Linked DNA regions of Rattus norvegicus: region 1 is linked to region 2. A link is a contact called in public Hi-C data. All regions are on one chromosome and are shown on one strand. The core of a region is the stretch at or near the end of the contact, and the rest is flanking DNA. Distances in the headings are between cores, read along the strand shown.

Region 1 (2,700 bases), core at 156-2,655, 250 kb before region 2:
TAGCCAGGTAGTCAGTGGCCTTTAATTCCAGCACTGGAAAGGCAGAGGCAGGTGGATTTCTGTGAGTTCAAGGCTACCAGCCTAGTCTAAAGAGGAAGTTCCAGGACAGTGAACTCTACACAGAGAACCCCTGTCTCAAACAAACAACAACAGAGTGTATTTACAACAGGTTTATGTGCACCACATGTGTACTGGTGTCACAAGAAAGCATTGGATCCCTGGAACCTGAGTTACAACAGTTAAGGAGCCACCTGATGCGGGTGCTGGAAGCTGAATTCAGGCCTCTGGGAGAGAGCAGCTCTTAAACTTCTGAGCCCTTTCCTGCCCCATGCATCTGGGGCATTTCTGGCATTTTGCCTGTTCATGTATCCTGCTTTCTTAGAGGAAGCAGTCCCTGACAGAGGAAGGCCTGGCTCCCTGCCCACGTTAAGTATTCAAACATTCGGGACCTCAGCTCATCAATGTAAAACCTCCCCTCAACTCTGAAATGACCGGTCAGCAGAGGACCTGTTGATGTGTGGCTTGGCCTTCTGTTGAAGCACTTGTGAGAGGTGTGATCCACTGAGCCTCGCTTCACACCAGGCCGGCTCTGCCGTCATCACATTCGTACCTAAAGCTCTCTCACGGGGCTGGCTGGGGAGATGGTTCTGTGGGTAGAGCGGCTGCCTCGTGCGTCCAAAGCGCTGGGTTATCTCCAACACTGCCAGCTTTGGGCATGTATATCCGTCATCCCAGCACTTGGAAAGCAAAAGGTGGGAGGATCAGGGGTTCGAGGTCAGCCTCAGCTACCTAGCAAAGTTGAGGCGGTATAGTCTCATGAGATAAGCATTTTTGGTTTTATGGGAAGGACATTGAAGACAAATGTACACACGGAGTCCAAGCAAGGAGGTGGCTAGACCACTTTTAAAAGACAAAAAAGGCTTATGTGTGTGTATGTTCATGTGTGCGGTCACCCGTGGCAAAGCATATAGGTAGAGGTCAGAGGACATCATACAGAAGTTGGTTCTCTCTTATCTGGGGATCACAGGGCTTTAGGTTGGGTGGCAATTGTCTCTGCAGGCCTGTGTCTTTTGTCTTTGGAAAAGGGACTATTTCCTAGTGCCCAGGCAGCCTCGTTGCCTTGAGCTCCTCCATTCAAAACCCCTCCTGTCTCAGGCATGTATACGCCAGGAAGGCAGGCTTTGAGCCTAAGTCTATCTTAGCCCTATGCATGCCCTGTATCTGACCTCGTGTAAAGGCTAAATTTCAACTCATGACTCATAGAAGCTTACAGCTAAAGAACCTCCAAGGCCTGGCCCCAACCCCTGCCTCCTACCGGAAGGCCTTTCAACTAAGCACCCAGGCCTCGATTTGTAGGGAGCCATTCTGAGCTAAACAGTCACAGAACGCTCAGCCCTAAGATGGCTGCTGCAAGATTATGAGATTGTTGGACAAAAGCCTTTCCCACGAACTGACGGCACAGGAAGATTCCAGGAACAATCACAGGATGTTTCAGCCTGAGCAAACACCAGATGTCTCCACTGCATGACCTCTTCTCTTCCTGCTATTGCTGCTAAGAATGCCCTCGCCCCTCCCTCCTTTGTGTTTCACAAAGGTCACTCCCCCTATCTGAAAACCTTATAAGCTATAACGCTCGCCCCAATAAACGAGACCTTGACAATAGAGCCTTCCTTGGTCTCCTTCTTTTCTCCCCCCCTTGACCCTCAGGTAGTGCCTCTTCAGGACCCTGAATAACTGGACCTGCTGAACTGGTCAAGTGGCGCCTGAACAGGGACCTGAAGCACGGCCAACTACTGGACAACGGAGACAAAGGATCCACAAAAAGACAAGACTCTTCAGGCCGCATCGCTAGTGCGTTGCTGGAGAGGGAGGTACGAACGGCTGAATAATTGTCGTCCGACTGTCATGGGGAAGCAATTATCTAAAGAAACTTGTTTCATAGGAGAGATCAAGCGCTCACTCAGGGAGAGAGGAATAAGAGTTAAGAAAAAGGATTTAATCAAATTCTTTTGTTTTGTTGATGAAAAGTGTCCTTGGTTAATTTTAAGCAGCCCCGATATACACCCCCTTACTTGGAATAAGGTTGGTCAAGACATTAATAAGCTCTTGAAAGCCGGTGACCCAGTGTCCGCGGCATTTTTTAGTTACTGGGGTATCATTAGAGACATTATAAAAGATGCTGAGAAAGGAGGCGAGAGTGCCCGCCTCTTAGCTATTGCAGAGGATTTCTTACAAGTTTTGTGGCAGCTGTCACCTTAAAGTGAAAGTAAAAACGGGGAGCCACACTCTCCTTGCCCTTCCATTGTCATCGATATGCCTGGGGATGGGGGAAATCCCTCATCCGAAGTCTTACGCTCTCTAGAGGACCTCAAAATGTCTAAAAATTCGAAAACCATCTATCCCTCTCTGAAAGGGATCTCTAGGGACCAAGACAAAGATAAAAATGAGAGGCACCGCCTACGCCGCTTCTCTGAGTCAAGACTAGATCCTCTGAGTCAAGACTAGATCCCGCCTCTGAGGCCGGGTTAGAGGAGGAAGCTGCCAAATATGAGGAGGAGAGGTACGGCCCGGGCCACAGGAACCTCCAGTCTTTTTCACACAAAGATCCAGACCTACCCACCCCCCACCCTATTTGCCCCCAATGCCGTCCATTCCTCCTGCACCTCTGCTAATCACAGTGGTAGAGGGACTAACTCAGAC
Region 2 (2,700 bases), core at 133-2,632:
TGGCAGGGGGGTTAGACATAAGCAGGAACTTTACCCTCAATGCCCATTCTTTTAATAGGGCTTGAAAATAGGGCCCAACCAAGCAGGTATGGAAGGCTGGGAACCAAGTAAGTGAGATCCATCTCTGAGGAGGTTTCTCTCAGGGGTCAGAGGCAGGGTCAGGAAGGGACTGGAGAACCTCTGGGAGCCAAGTGGGGGATCTCACTGAGCTGGAATCACTCACTGCTCCATAAAACAAAATGGTATGTGTCATTACTGGCTCCGTTCTTCCAGCCCTGTCTTCCTCCCCAGGTTGATAGCGTCCCCCCTGGGGGACCAAACTGGACTGAGCACCCAAGTGGCCTGCTTCCCAGCCTCTGACACAGGTAATCTGAGTCAGGCAGGGGAGTGGGACAGTCAAAGAGCTAGGCCCCCGCCCTCTGGGAGCCCTGCCGACACATGACGACAGGCAGCTTGGAAGGGACAGGTGACTTGATGTGGAGAACCAGAGAGTAAAATCTCTGACAAGTGTCAACAGGCCACCAACTTGAAAGGGAAAATTGTGCTGTAAGGGGGAAGGTGTCCAACAAACGTATTGGGTGACTAATTACAAAGGCTGGGCCGGAGCGTCAGAGGCCGCTCGTTAAACACTTCATTAAGTGGCACCCTGAAATGCCACCTGTGCATTCCGGGTGTTCATAGGGCATCTTGAGGGACAACAGGGACCAAGGGACAGCGCTATCTTCAGGCTGACTCAGAAAGTAGTCCAGCTCTCACTTCCAGCTAATGGCTCCCAAGAAGAGCCAAAAGAAAGAGGGCGCAAGGAGGGGGAGGGGTTTAAGGGAGCTGGCAGCTTGTGACCTCAAGCTGGTTCACCCCTCGAGACTTGATAGTTCACTTCTACAGTCCTACAGAGCCAATTTGAGGGGGTGGGGGTGGGGTTGCCTCAGATCATGCATGCTCAAGTTTTTGGGAAACTGTACAGCCCTACCATACATGAGTTCTCGCCTGAACTATCCCGCCCTCTGTACCCGCTCACTGGGCTCCGCCTGGGCCAAAGCAACCCAGTGACTGAAGCCATTCTTGCCTGGAAAGAGCACCCTGAAAGACAATCTGATTTGGTAATCCAAAACGCTCCTGCAATGCAGCTCTGAGCAGCAGGGGGCAGTCTGGAGCCGAAAGGTGCCTGTTCAGGTGGGACCCGTGGCCAGGTTTCTCCTGCTGACTGTCCTGATGACTCATCCCACCCCTCCCATCCCAGCCCTTTTACCTTTAAGGTAGAGCCGGAAAGGGTGTGGAGAGAAGAGGAGGAGGCAGGACCCAGGCCCGCCCAGGCCACGCCCAACCCTGCTCAGGGCCACACCACCCCAGCCAAAAGGCCGGCCCAGAGCAAGGGAGCCGCAGAATCCAGCATTGGTCTCAAGGCAGCCAGTTCGTCCGCCTGTCTGTCCATCCTCGGAGTCATGGAGAGAGCCAGTCTGATCCAGAAGGCCAAGTTGGCCGAACAGGCCGAACGCTACGAAGACATGGCAGCTTTCATGAAGAGTGCCGTGGAAAAGGGTGAGGAGCTCTCCTGCGAGGAGCGGAACCTGCTCTCCGTGGCCTACAAGAACGTGGTGGGCGGCCAGAGAGCGGCCTGGAGAGTCCTGTCCAGCATCGAGCAGAAGAGCAACGAGGAGGGGTCTGAAGAGAAGGGCCCCGAGGTGAAAGAGTACCGGGAGAAGGTAGAGACCGAGCTCAGAGGTGTGTGCGACACCGTGCTAGGCTTGCTGGACTCCCACCTCATCAAAGGGGCTGGAGAGGCTGAGAGCCGCGTCTTCTACCTGAAGATGAAGGGTGACTACTACCGCTACCTAGCTGAGGTGGCCACTGGTGATGACAAGAAGCGCATCATCGATTCTGCCCGGTCAGCCTACCAGGAGGCCATGGACATCAGCAAGAAGGAGATGCCGCCCACCAACCCCATACGCCTGGGCCTGGCCCTGAACTTTTCCGTCTTCCACTACGAGATAGCCAACAGCCCCGAGGAGGCCATCTCACTTGCCAAGACCACCTTCGACGAGGCCATGGCCGATCTGCACACCCTCAGTGAGGACTCCTACAAGGACAGCACCCTCATCATGCAGCTGCTGAGAGACAACCTGACGCTGTGGACAGCCGACAATGCTGGGGAAGAGGGTGGCGAGGCTCCAGAGGAGCCCCAGAGCTGAAGCAGCCTACATCCTCCCTGTCCCGCCTTGCCCTCCAGTCCCCAGCCTGCAGAGAGGACTTAAACGGAGTAGGACTCTGCCCCTCCCAAACCCTGAATGTTTTGCCACACTTGGAAGGCTCCTTGGATGGGGTGCAGCCAAGCTGAGGCCACCAGGGCTGGGGAATCTCACTCTTCGTGCAGCTGTGTGGTGGGTGTTCCCAACCCTGGCCACCCCCTGCTCTCTGCACCTCCACTTCCTACCACCACTCCTGAGCCTGTGTCCTCCCTCTGTGCCTTCCTCGGGCACCTGTTGCTTCTGGATCCTAGGAGTCGAGGCTCCCCACCCCTGTGGCTGAGAACTGGACTGTGGCAAGGGCTGGGTGTGTGTGTGTGAGTGTGTGCGAGTGTGCGTGCGTGAATGAGAGGGAACACGTTTACTGGGTGTGACCATGTTACCACTCAATAAAGTTGCCCTGTGACACTCGGTCTTCTTCAGTTATTGTTTATGGGCTGCGAGTAGAATTGGCAAT

Evidence for each region. A called contact is a pair of places that touch in the nucleus more often than the background predicts.
Region 1: a contact with region 2 is called in a Hi-C map of liver, with 3 times the contacts expected there. The contact joins the promoter of LOC120103001 here to the promoter of Sfn in region 2. A contact is called at or near these places in 8 of 12 Hi-C or Micro-C datasets (the A7r5 cell line, Schwann cells, frontal cortex and 3 more).

What each region holds. Positions count from the first base shown.
Region 1 is chr5:151,356,156-151,358,855 of GRCr8, reverse strand. It overlaps LOC120103001 (40S ribosomal protein S20-like), which reads left to right and starts at 1,405. Exons shown (of 1, transcript XM_063288632.1): 1 at 1,405-2,700.
Region 2 is chr5:151,110,536-151,113,235 of GRCr8, reverse strand. It overlaps Sfn (stratifin), which reads left to right and starts at 1,382. Exons shown (of 1, transcript NM_001416777.1): 1 at 1,382-2,654. The coding sequence starts at 1,443. The coding sequence ends at 2,189. It also overlaps a transcript of Zdhhc18 not described here.